2 separate regions of the Mus musculus genome follow, and region 1 is linked to region 2. Evidence: chromatin contacts called from public Hi-C data. All regions are on one chromosome and are shown on one strand. The core of a region is the stretch at or near the end of the contact, and the rest is flanking DNA. Distances in the headings are between cores, read along the strand shown. Region 1 holds the start of Rabgap1 (RAB GTPase activating protein 1). Region 2 overlaps Rc3h2 (ring finger and CCCH-type zinc finger domains 2).

Region 1 (7,128 bases), core at 2,705-5,204, 67 kb after region 2:
GCGTGGTGGCTCACGCCTTTAATCCCAGCACTCCAGAGGCAGAGGCAGGCAGATTTCTGAGTTCAAGGCCAGTCTGGTCTACAGAGTGAGTTCCAGGACAGCCAGGGCTACACAGAGAAACCCTGTCTGGAAAAAACAAACAACAACAATACATATACATATACACACACACACATACACACACACACACACACACACACACACACACACACACACATATATATATATCTTCAATCTTATAATTTAGCTGAAAGAAGTAACCTTCAGAAGGGTGGGGCATGTGCATGCTAATAATCACAAAGTGTGACTTTTCTTCCTGTGTGGCATTCTAAATACAAAGAAGTGAATGTGGCAGAGAAATCAATAGGTTTCAAACACTGGGAATATTATCAGTATTTTGAAGCAGCCAAACTTCAAAAAAGCAGTCAGTTTTAGTGGCAGTAGCTTTAAAATATTCATTCTGTAATTTCAAAAGTGAATGTTGAAAATGTTGAATGTTCCAGTTTAGCCAGAAATAATAAAAATGACCATTATGTCAAGTGCCCAAACAAAAGTGCCATTCATTTTTTCGAGTTGAGCTGATCTTGAATTCATGAAGCTGACCAGTATTTTCCTAGTCATAGTCAAAAGTGAACATTGTTTTCAGCTAGAGTGAGGTAGCACTTAGAATGTTTTATGACAAATGTATTCAGTTTGGAAACTTGTCCCTTGTTTTTCTACAGATAAACTAGAATTCAGGTTCATTTGCATCCCACTCCTGAGTTCTCCAGAAACTTATCAACATGAGCAGCTGAAGAGGTGTCTCAAGAAAAAGCCTGCTTTTTTATCTTTCTGCTTTAGTCCAAAAAAGTTAGGGAAGTCTGTGGTTTCCTTTAGGAAACTTTTCCCAATACCTATCAGCCCAATTATCCCTTAATAATGTAGTCCTAGGTCACACACTTTAGCCATTAGTTATTTCCTGTCATTAGTTTCCTTTCCCAAGAGGTCATTACTTATTACTATGGTAAGAATTCTTAAGTCCCTATCCTCATTACTAAATTTAATCAACTTTAATCTCAACAATATACTAGGAGATACTGTTCTAGGTATTTAATATTTAAAAATGATGATGCTTATACTCTTGCACTAGCCAAAACTCTGCAATTTGAAGAATATATAGGAAATGGCTAAGTGAACAGCCTTTTACTAATGCCATCATTTTAACAGATCAAAACAGAAATGATGAGATTGTGACTATCTAGAGAAATTTAAAAAAGAATTTAAAACAAAGAATCAGCTAAACAATGACCATGCTCATCAAGGTGAAGAACAAGAGAGAAACTATCCAAATAACTCTAAGATATTTGGCTTTAGTGGCTGGATCTCTTGGTATGTCATTCAGTTAACCTAGCGACTACTAGAGGAGATGATCATAGGCTGCTTATCAAAATCCACCAAAAGAGCCTTCCTGGCACCACCAGGGGAGCTGGTTAGAAACACACCACACATCAAAAGCTGTAGAAGAAACCTCACTGAAATGGTAAGCAGATTGTAAATGAAAACATTAGAGTACAAAAAGTACACCTAAGTTTGCATAGAATGGAAGTGGACCTTAGGACAGAAGAAAGAAAAAACATATACACAATACAACATAAACTCATCACTTACCTCTTCTCACCCTCGCTATGCTTAGAGGTCTCCTTTTTAATCAAGAAGCCAATTTTTCCTTACACTCTCCCACTCCTTGACTCCCATCTAGTCATAACACAGTACAGTGAGTACAGCACGGACTCTGGAGTCGTATTTCTACAGTTAGAACTCTGTTCAGCCACTTACTTATCCAGTCTGTTTCAGGATTCTTTTCAACCAATAATAAATGGGGCTGCTAAGGAAAATTAAGTAAGTTCATCATTAAAGAAGTAATTGTTTTATGAGTGTCTGCCTGCATGTGTGTATGTGCACCACTCGCATGCCTGGCGCATGGAGGCCAGAAGGTAGGAGATCCCCTGGAACTGGAATTATGATAATTCTGAGACACCGTGTGAGCTCTGAGAACGGAACCCACATCTTCTGCAAGAGCTGTATCTACTGACTATCGTTCCAGCCTATTAGTTAATTTTCAAATGAACTTAGAATGGTGCCTGCTATGTGCTCTTTAAACATGTTCAGTAAATAAACAAATCTTTCACGTTTCTCCAATGGAATATCAAACCAGTTGAGGCCTCTGATATTTTATATTTCATTACCTCATCTACTAAAATTGCTTCTTACCCATCCTGTTAACAAAAAAGATCCAAGGGATTCTCTTCAAAATCCTCTTCTGATATTTGGGTCACCCTAGTTGCTTCAACCCTGTGTTCTTTTCTCCCTTTTACTGTTGGCTCCAATTGGAGTTCCTGCTTCATTAGCGTAGCCATTGTCCTCCCAGTAACCTTCTTTCTCAGTGCACCCTCTAGGATGCCAGATCTTCTTATGGTCTACATGCTATGACGCTGAGGCTCATCTCCATATCTGTGTCCCCAGCTCCTACACTGGGCAGCTGTATGTCACTATCCCTTTAGACATAAATTCAAACTCAAAAACTGAATTTGTAATTCTTTGTGGTTTTATTTCTGATTATGGCATTGCTATTCTTCAAATGTCAACTGCTTAAATTCTAAGACTTACTTTTTCTTCTCTTTCAGCGTATAATTATCTATGACACATTAGCACTTGCCTCCTTTCTTGTAACAATACCGTAACTCTACTTTAGATTTTAATGCATCTCACCAGGACGTCATCACCTTTTCAAAATAATCTCAAATATAAGTACCTAGACTTTAGCTAAGAGAACCCAGAGTCAGCTATTTCTATTCTACAGGCTTCCCAGAGAACAAAATTACTTTCTGTAGTACAAATCTGACCATATCAGTTTCCTGCTCAAAGAGCTTCAAAAAGATAATTCATCTCATTTAGTGTTGGTTAAACTTTTCACTATTTGGATTTCACTTTACTTCTCCAACTCAAACTCTTATGTACACAACCTCCCTGTCCCTATTCCTTTTTCTCATAGTCTGTAACGTCTCAGTACCACTACAACTTTTCTTTTTTTGGAAAAAGTAATTTCACGAGTTCTCTTTATCAAGAAGTAGGATTTAGAGGCCACTCTCTTCTACAGGCTTCCCAGCAACTGTCCTTAGAGCAGTTGATTAAAGTAACATATTGCATACCCTCCACCCTCTTACGAACATCAATTTGCTTATAAATGTCGCTTCCAAACTGGAGATGAACACTGGATATTTGATGAACCTCTATTGAATGGCATAACACCAGTAATTCAAAAGGTGCTGTAATCCGCGGTTGAGCAAGGGTAAAACCCATCAAAACCTGGCACTTACAGTAGACTCGCGGTTGGCACTGAAGGCCTTGCCTTGGCTAGCTCCCGCCGTTCAGTTTTCTGCCGGCCTCAACTGCAGCACTTTTTACAAAATGCCAGAGTCTGGCTTCCTGGCCAGCTACAGGGCCCTATATAGAGGGTCTCAGGAAGCGGTCCCTGGGGCATCCTGAGATTCCCCACTGCAGATTCGGGAAGGGGAAGAAAGTGGGATGCAGCATGGGCCAGTCCAATGGCTCAAAAGTCTGGGGGCCTAGACCAGCTCCTTGGCTCCCATCCCAGGGCAGGTTGCGGCCGATCCAGGTCCCCACGGGGGCTCCATTTCCAGAGACCCCGCACCCTAGCCCGGCTCTCGGGTGGCCTCCGAACTTACAGACCCGGGGGGAAGGTCGCCATCTACATCTGGCAAAACCAGGAGCTGCGGCCCCTCGGGGCTCCGGGAAGGGGGAGGGGCAGGCAACCTGAGCCAAAGGGGGACCCAACGGAACCGGAAGGGCAGCCCTGGCCGGACAAAGACAACTTCCAGGTCCCATGGTCATCTCCGCCAATCGGAATGCTCGGAGGACGACGGGCCCCTGAGAGGGACTTTCCGCGTTGTGGGCGGGGCGAGGCCAGGGAATCGGGCTGCGGAGGGTCGGCTTCGTGAGCTCTGCTGCTTGTGGTTCTTCGGTAGAAGGCGGGCCCGAGCTCTCTTCTTCGCGGCTGCAGTCACGAAGTGCTCCCGCTGACCGTTGCCTGCATGGGCCTGAGCAGCCTGTCTGCGAACAAGCCGTGGTAAGTCCCTCCCGCCCAGGGATGTGGACTCGCTGCGTGGGAGCCTGGAATGCAGAAAGCTGTTGTTGGGTCCCGTCCCTTGTGGATACTGGTGTTTCTTAGGAAATCTTCCTTTTATGTTCCCAGGTCAATCTCTTGCCTTCCTTATCTTTGGTTACCCTAGCCGTTCACAAATCTGTGGTTAACCTGAATACCTCTCTTGAGCACTGGAGCCAGCCACTTAGACCGATTTCCTGTTGTCCAGTGTTTAGTGTGCCTTTTTCGTAACAAGTTCATGCCCAGGCCTACCTAGCTATAGTTCTTGTTTGGTGAAACAATCATACAGGGCCTCTTCCCAAAGAGAAAATCTGGAAATCATTCTGAATTCCCTTTACTTTGCCCATCCACTTAGTTATTGCTTTCTCTACATTTGTTTTATTTACCGTTTGGTGGTGTTATTATAGGAAACAGAAATAATTATCAATTTAATCTTTTTCCAAGCTTAAAGCTAAGTGGCTTTGTACAATGTTGTATAACCACTGCTAGCTATTCCCGCATTAACTCCTTGTATTATTTTGTGGATATCCATTTTCCGTAATATCTGTTGAAAAGGTGAACTTTTTGCCCATTGAGTGGACTTTTTGGAAATCAGTTCGCTTTATGAGAGTTTCTTATTGGGCTGTCTAGAGTACGGTGGTCTATGTTTATTCTTGTGCTAGTACCATACTGCTTTAATAATCGTAACTTTGCAGGCAGTTTGGCATTTACTGTGAGTGCTCCATCTTTATTCAAGACTGTTTTGGTTCTTCGAGATGTTTTTCACTTCCATCTGAATTTAGTATCAGGAACTGGACCTAGGACTTTTCATGATACGCAAATACTGTATTACTGAGCTACATCTTCAGCCATACTTTTGTATTGATTTGAGGATTGACTACCATTTCTTGGGAAACGGCTTTTGGAACGTTTTTTTTTTTTTTCCGTTTTTGTAAATCTGTAGGTTGCTTTGAATAGTATTATTATTATTATTATTATTTTATGTCTTCTTGCCCATAAACACAAGGTGCCTCTTCAGGCCTTTTATATAAATTATTTTCAGAAATGTCTTCTTAGTTTTCTGCATTCTTGGTTCATTCACACATTTTTATCAGGGTCTGCCTCAATTTTCATAGTGCTTATTGCTAGTGTCTAAAAAATACATTTAAAAAAAGCACTGCTTTTAGCCGGGCATGGTGGTGCACGCCTTTAATCCCAGCACTCGGGAGACAGAGGCAGGTGGATTTCTGAGTTCGAAGCCAGCCTGGTCTACAGAATGAGTACCAGGACAGCCACTGCTATACCGAGAAACCCTGTCTCGAAAAACAAACAAGCAAACAAACAAACAAAGCACTGCTTTTTAAAAGTGTGTTTGCATAGCTCTTGCAATTCATTTATTCAGGTAGCCCCTCTTGTGGACTCTTTTGATCTTTCTATTACACGTTGGTGTAGTCTATGAACAGAAATCATTTACTTCTTTTCCAGCAGGATGCTTTTTTTTTCCTAATAGGGCAAACAGTTTTAATACAATGTTGAACAGGAGTAGTAACAATAAAGTAGAAGTGGACATCCTTGTTTTATTCCAAATGCAAAGAGGATTTTTTTGGTTGGTTGGTTTTTGTTTTTTGTTTTTTGTTTTTCGAGACAAGGTTTCTCTGTATAGCCCTGGCTGTCCTGGAACTCACTTTGTAGACCAGGGTGGCCTCGAACTCAGAAATCTGCCTGCCTCTGTCTCCTGAGTGCTGGGATTAAAGGCGTGCACCACCACGTCCAGCACAGGAATTTTTTTTTGGCTTTATATTGAGTACATATGTTTCACTATGAATTCTTCATGTTGAAGAATTTTCTGCCAATTCCAAGCTTTATGCAGCATGCTATCTTGAATAGATGCTGCTCTACATCAGTTGAGGTGATCATATGCCCCACTCCTTGTACCAATGTATTCCTTTCATTTATTTTGTTGATCCTACATTAGGCTGAATCCTACTTGGTCATGGCAAAATTCTTTTAATATGCCCTTGGATTTAATATGTTTATATTTTGTTGGTTATTTTTATATCTACTCTTGAGTTATATTTTTATTTAGCTAGAATGCATTTGTCTGGTTTTCCTGTCCCAATGCTGGATCTACAGAATGTGTTAGGAAGCATTGATTCTTCAAATTTTTGCAAACTTTTCAGGAAAAAAAAACAAACCTGTTTGCTCTGTCTTTAAATATTTAATAGAACTCACTGATAAGACTGTATGATATGAGATTTTCCTTGTTGGGAAATTTTGATTGCTAAGACAGTCTTTACTTGGTATAGGGCTATCTTCTCTTCTTGAACCAGTTTAGGTTATTTATTGTTTCTAGAAATCTGTCCTTTTCTTTTTTTGCTCTCTACTTTTTCATATATAATTATTACAATATCTCATTTTTTAAAACTTTTAATGTTGATAGTAATATATCCCTAGTTGCATTTCTTTTTTTTAAGATTTATTTATTTATTATATGTTAAGTACACTGTAGCTGTCTTCAGACACACTAGAAGAGGGTGCCAAATCTCATTACAGATGGTTGTCAGCCACCATGTGGTTGCTGGGATTTGAACTCAGGACCTCTGGAAGAGCACTCAAAGTTCTTAACCACTGAGCCATCTCTCCAGCCCCCCTAGTTGCATTTCTTATTATAGTTATTTGTATTTTGTCTCTTTTCTTCATTAGTCTGGCTAAAGGTTTGTCAATTTTGTAGGTCTTTTTCAGAATTTTTGTTGATTTTTTTTCCCCTTGCTCCTTTTCATTTTTTTTTTTTAATAATTAAAAAAGGGTTTTTTTTTGTGTTAGTTTTGGTTCTTTGTTTTGTTTTGTTCTGTTTTGTTTGTTTTGAGACAGGGTTTCTATTATAACCTGGCTGGTTGTCCTATAGCTCACTGTATAAATCAGTCTGGCCTCAAACTCACAGAGATCCTCCTCTGCCTCCCAAGTGCTGAGATTAAAGCCATGCACCA
Region 2 (6,289 bases), core at 1,274-3,773:
AGCTCAGACGACCAATAACATGATCCTGTTTAAGCATCTTGCTAGCAGGAGAAGCCCTTACATACAGTACACCTGGTGAAAGATCAGCTTGGCTTAAAATATTCCAGTACAATTTTCAGAGTAAACAACTTCACAGAAGTTAATTAAAAAATAATAAAAGTCAAACTAATCTTAAAGAAATGGAAGAAAAACAAAAAGATAAACTATTAGATTACTACCAGAAAGGCATGCCCTGCTTTTGTTTTTAAATATTGACTGAAATTTAAGCTTCAATAAACTACTACCCACAAATCTGGGGCAGAGCTGGTTGAACATACTGCATACTTTCAGATGCCAAGTGAAAATTTCAGTCACATTATGGCAGGGCAGAAATTATTCATGTTTTTAAGTATGGGTAATGTTAGCCAATGTTCTACTACTACATGGTTCAAAGTCTTATCAACCTAACAGTCAGAAAACAAGAAAATTAAACCCAACATGAAGTAACAATAAACAATATCTAACTAAATAATGCAATGAACACCCAAATTAATTTCTTTAAATTAAAGACCCAGCAATACCATCTTGTTAGTCAGTGCAAACGCTACATACAGGGTTTTCTCAAGAAAGCTGAAAGCACCTGATTCTTTTGCCAAGTCATCAGATTCAATAATGTACAGGCTTAAATCTGCATTTTAAAAAATTGCCATTACATTAGTGCATAATTTATCAAAATTGTAAAAACGATTCTGCATAACTTAGGAGAATTTAATATCTAGTACATCAGCTGAAAGACTTAGGCACTTGGTTATATTTTTAATTAATTACTTCAACAAGTAGCCTGTGTATAAATATTAACAAAGCAGAAACTATTCTTGAAAAATGGAAAATTAAAAAATTAAATGCTACAGATAAAAGCACTGCACTACACTTCTACATATAATGCAGTAAAGAAAGCTATTATAACCCTGTAAAACTCTATGGTAAGAACATCTAACTCCACTCTCAAAAAAAAAAAAAAAAGACAGAAAAGAAAAGGAAAAACAAAACAAAACAAAACAAAAAAAGAAAGAAAGAAAAATCCATGCAAAGTCCAATGAAAAAGATAAATAAAGCAGCTGGAATGAGATGGAAATTTCTCTCAGTGAAACATAAAATAGAAATAAGTTAATTAACTCTACTTTCACTAGATGTATCATTGTAGGATCCTGCTAGTTTAATAACTGAGTTGTTAATTTACTGTAGAAGCCATTTAAAATAGGAAATGGCTCAGTTACTGCACCGGATTGCTACAAACTCATAAAAAGCTGCTTGAAGCTTAAGTTAAATGTTGTCCAAATTCCAATAATTTCTGGAAAGTGAACATTACCCTAGTAAAGTAAATTTTCTTTTTTTTCATAATGCTAATGCAAGAGGGCTTGAAGTATCAAAGAGTCCACAGGAAATGGATGCCCCCAGTAATATCTTTTTTTTTAAAAAAAATATACATTATATAATATATATTATATATATAAAAAGCTAGTGTAAATGCTTCCATGGTGTGGTCACAGATTTGAAAGCTGAGCCTCCTTTCAGCTGTTAACCATCTTCCCATTTGCAATAGGTTTTAAAAAGTCGTTTTTATCTTCAGACATAACGTGAGTTTTCAGAATGAGGTTGCCAACACTGACAGATGTGGTGATGGGGAGGCAGCTTGCACTGCTAATAGACATTGGACGTGGCTGGCTAAAGCAAGATGTTACCGGCAGAATTGGTTTTTGCTCCTCCCTGAGAGAAAATGACAGTGAAAGCAAATTAACTTATGTACAATTTAAGAGTTATCACATTTGCTCTCTGAAAGCTACTTCAAACTCTAAGCCCACAGAAAAGCCTATCTTCTTTATTAAAAAATGTATTAAGTAGGGGCTAAAGAGAAGGCTCAGAAGTTAAAGCACAACTGCTACTCCAGAGGACCTGGGGGTTCAACAGCCAAAACCACACAGCAGTCTGTAACTCCAATCTCAGAGGAAGCAATGTCCTTCCGGGCCTCTTTGGGCACAAAGCTTGCACACACATAGACATATATGCAGTCAAAACACCCATACACATAAAAGCTAATAAATAAAAATTAAATAATTTTTAAAGTATTACAAGTCACTAAAAAGGTCATATTTTCAAAATTTAAAAATTAAACTTGATAATTTGTGTCATCTAATCAGTATTTTAAGACCAGGACCAAATATTTGGCAAAAATTATACAAAATAGCAATATAATAGCCAAGAACATCATAACAAGATTTTTTAAAACAAGAAACATTCAGCACAGGTTTTTGTTTGCTTTAGTTTTTAAGGTTTTTTAAAATAAAATTTATGTATACAGTATTTTGCTTTCATGTATGTATGTGCACCACATGTGTACAATGCCCTTGGAGGTTGCAAGAGGGGGGTTGAATCACTTGAAACAAGAGTTATGGATGGTCATAAGCCACCATGTGAATGCTTAGGCTCAGGAACAAACCTGAGTCTTCTACAAAAAACAAGTGCGCTTAACTGCTGAGTCACCTCTCCAGCCCCTTGTGGTTTGCTTTTTAGACTTTGTGGTTTGTCTTCCTCTGGAGTCCATGACAACTTAGAGCATATAAATAGCAGATTCTGCCTGTGCTTCCCAAATACTGAAATAATCTAGGATTTATTTTTCCATCCTATGATCTTCAAGTTTGGTCAAATTGAAGAACTATAACCTGATGTTAGAGATAAGAGAACTTTCATTCCCAAATTGAGTTTTGGTTTTAAAATAAACTGCTTTACTAGTTCAAATTCCTCTAAAAACACAGACTGACCAAATCATTACTTTATTATACAAGGTTTCCCCATAAATAGAAAAAGGCAAAAAAAAAAAAAAACAAAAAAAAAACAAAAAACCAAGAATCTACCAGCACATCTAGCGCTAAGTATTGATCGCCTCTACCCTCTGATTATGAAGGGTCTGTCTAACACTCACAGAATCACATGGTCTTCACCTAAACTCTGTCTCTTCGGCTTTCCTGGGTCCTTCTGGTGCTGCTGGGCTGGATGACCATTTTCCACTGCTGTTCCATTGAGCAACTGGTCATTTTGAGAACTGATACCAAGTTGTATGTCCAAAATTTCCTGAGAAAATAAAATGTTAATCCTTCAATATGACAGTATTTTATGTATTTTAATTTGCAACAAAACAAAGCCACTACTTATCCAATTGAGGAACTTACTTCAATTTGTTCACTCTGGCCATCAGGTTCATCAGTATCAAGGGCTGAAAGCTCTAACTCAATATCCCTATCAGGCTTTGTATCTACAGTGTCTTCTGTGTAGTCATTCTATAAATTAAAAAAAAATTATATTAATTTTATACCTGCAGAATCTCTTTTAAATAAAAATAAGAAGCCTAATGGTACAGTTAAAGATTTAGTTCAGAAGTCTGAGAGTGTATTGCTGAGAGGTTCGGTTCCCTTACCTCTCCATTTCTTAGTTCAATTTCCTTGCTTAGAAGATTTAAAGTAAGGTGACGGCCTTCATCCAGGGAATTCCACTTTTGTTGCATGGCCAGAGCATTAGCTTCCCTCTGAAGAAGTAATGAGTTACTCTTGGCCTCCATGAAGAGAGAAGAAAACATAAGCTTAGCTTTCAATTATTATTTTACGTTTTAAAAATCAAAGCTAAATATATAGAGCCTACCTGCTGAAGTTCAATGCTCAAAAGGTCTCCGGTACTAGAATGCTTTCTATGACCAGATAAATCAGTAACAATGAATCTGTCCCTTTAAAAAGAATTATATTTACTGTAGTTAAAGTGAGACATAAAGGAGCCAAAGCAATAATGACTCTATGTTCTTTGTAACGATCACTGAATGTGTTTTAGTCACTATTCCAAATGTAAAATTTGTTCCAGAAAGTTTTTTTTTTTTTTTTTTTTTTTTTTGAGACAGGGTTTCTCTGTGTAGCCCTGGCTGTCCTGGAACTCACTCTGTAGACCAGGCTGGCCTCGAACTCAGAAATCCGCCTGCCTCTGCCTCCCAGGTGCTGGGATTAAAGGCGTGCGCCACCACGCCCAGCATTCAGAAAGTTTTTACACAGCTCAAATTAGCAAGGCTTAATCCATGGACAACCAGTAATGATTTTTCTATTTTAGGTGCATGTAAGTTTGAGAGTAAAGGAAATGAGAGTATAGTTACCGTTCAATATAGTGTGCTGATGATGTAGCATCGTTGCCATATGAACTCCACCTTGAATCGACAGCATTCACGTAAGGGACATAATCTGCATGGAACACAGAAAAACAGTTTAGAAAGGCAGAAAATAAGCCAGACAAGGTGGTACACATCTGCAATCCCAGCACTCAGGAGGCTAAGGCAGAAGCACTGCCACAGCTATGCTTTGAGGCCAGCTGGGATATAGTGAGAACCTGTCTCAAAAAACTAAAAAAAAAAAAAAAAGAAAGAAAGAAAGAAAGAAAATTTAAAAATCAGAATATAAATATGTACTATTTAAAATGGCAATGTATTTTTTCCCACTAGCCAAAAATTCTACTTAAACCATTTCATTCTCATATTATTAAGTTTTCTACCTCAGAGGTTAGGAATAAACAGTACATGGTAAAAAAAATTCCTTGGTATTAGTAAAATGGCTTACCTGATACGCTGATGGGCTTAGTTGCACTTCCTTGGGAAGCAGTTGCCTGGACGGGATCTGTTGTATGGTAACCTGTTCGGGAGGATCGGGAAATTGCACCCCATTTTGAGATAATGGGTCCGTCACTAAAGGGAATAATTGGGTCTTCTTCTTTTGTCCTTCTCTGAGCTTCAAATAAATGCACTCTTCTCTTTACATCCCCACTGTCCAGGTCCTACACAGACCAAAAAATACCCATGAAAGAGCTGCTGACGATTGCTGTAGCTAAAGATAAAGTATGTTCTCAAAACACATAATTAGGTTTTTCTGGTCAACTTTATACTAACTTTAGATCTCAATGGTATATAACAACTATATTAAACTACCAAACTACGGTTAAATAATTTAAACATTACATAAAATTAGTTTTGTTGAAATATTACCCTGATACTTACAGGTAAGTTATACATAGCCAGAATATGAAAGACTAAAGTATTCATTTAAAAACTTCAGATACCAACATTATCTTCCCTACCTCCACCACCCCCTTCCCCAATCAAGCAAATCATACCATCAATACAGCATTTGAATTAGCAATTACGTCTTTGGGCTCCGAATCAATGGCATTTATACAAGAGCCTATGGTACCACAAGACCAGGGAGAATAATGGGAAAGATGGTCTTCCTCAAATTTTGCGCCACTCACACTCTCAGAGAACTGATTAAAAAAAGAAGGGGGGAAAGAAGGTAAATTAGTATGAAACCTAACTTTACAAGCTTGTAAACTAACTAATACTAAGTAACTATCATACAATTAAAGGATCATGTAGTTAATAAGTAAACTCTTTCCCATAACTAAATAACAGTTGGGTATGTTGGCTCACTTCCGTAACAAACATCATTTGGTAGTCTAAGGCATGGAGTTCAAGGTCAACTGGGATATATATTTGAGTTCCACTCCAGCCTGGCTGCACAAAGCAAAACTTCTCTCAAAATGAATGAAGCAAATAAATAAAGAAATCAGCTCTAAGCAATAATATCCATATATAATAGAAAATATCACAGCTTTTTTCCCTTTGTCTCATAAGTTATTTATTCTATACCTTTTTTCACTTTGGTCCTATTAAGTGATCTTTAATTTTTTTAAAAAATTTAAATGTTAATTATTTATTATATATGTACACAAGTGTCATTATGTGTGAATAGAAGCCAGAAGACAACCTGTAGGAGTTGGTTCTCTCCCTCTACCATGCGAGTCCCAGAAAACTGCTGCTGCAAGCACCCCTACTTCCTAAGATGTCTTACTGATTTAGTTCTCTTACAAAATTCCTGACCAGTACTATCAAAATCAATTAACAATGACACACTAACATGGTGTAATATACTTGGGAACAATGAGAAAAAATAAACACAAAACGGTTCATGTCTAAAAGTGATCTGTAACTCTCGAGAAAAGATCATGTAGCAAAAAAAGGAACATAATAAATCATACAGTATTAAATAGTAAAAGGAATTTAATGGCAGCTCTGAAGCTAAGAAAGGAAAAGAACAGATGTGAAAGGAAATAAGGCAATATAGTAATATTAACAGGACCCAAAAGTAAGAATCATTAAATCTAGTTTACTAATTATAGAGATAGGGAAACTGAGGAAAAGTCAAACATTTTGTCCTAATTAATGCAATTT

What was found. Hi-C and Micro-C count contacts between places; a contact is called where the count stands out from the background.
Region 1: a Hi-C map of the HPC-7 cell line shows a contact between it and region 2, with 1.8 times the contacts expected there. The contact joins the promoter of Rabgap1 here to the enhancer-like site in region 2. A contact is called at or near these places in 3 of 39 promoter capture datasets (hematopoietic stem and progenitor cells, macrophages and neutrophils), 2 of 15 datasets of contacts at CTCF or cohesin (CD8 T cells and the NIH/3T3 cell line), 3 of 484 Hi-C or Micro-C datasets (CD4 T cells, the HPC-7 cell line and pre-B cells), 4 of 115 datasets of contacts at active chromatin or transcription factors (the SCID.adh cell line, embryonic stem cells and epiblast stem cells) and 4 of 9 other capture datasets (adipose tissue, liver, macrophages and 1 more).

The regions. Positions count from the first base shown.
Region 1 is chr2:37,439,331-37,446,458 of GRCm38.p6, forward strand. Rabgap1 (RAB GTPase activating protein 1) reads left to right here and starts at 3,955. Exons shown (of 26, transcript NM_146121.2): 1 at 3,955-4,126. Zbtb26 (zinc finger and BTB domain containing 26) reads right to left here and starts at 3,842. Exons shown (of 2, transcript NM_199025.3): 1 at 3,357-3,842.
Region 2 is chr2:37,373,683-37,379,971 of GRCm38.p6, forward strand. Rc3h2 (ring finger and CCCH-type zinc finger domains 2) reads right to left here. Exons shown (of 22, transcript NM_001100591.1): 15 at 5,176-5,322; 16 at 4,626-4,839; 17 at 4,169-4,253; 18 at 3,673-3,754; 19 at 3,452-3,586; 20 at 3,207-3,314; 21 at 2,960-3,108; 22 at 1-1,746. The coding sequence ends at 1,551. Among named protein-coding and RNA genes, the nearest start is that of Pdcl, 17 kb to the left of the region's middle. Within about 2 kb of position 2,524, at least 35 of the 459 cell types and tissues checked have an H3K27ac peak or open chromatin away from gene starts, as enhancers often do. A contact at or near this core is called in the HPC-7 cell line, the NIH/3T3 cell line, the SCID.adh cell line and 1 more, where this site is marked.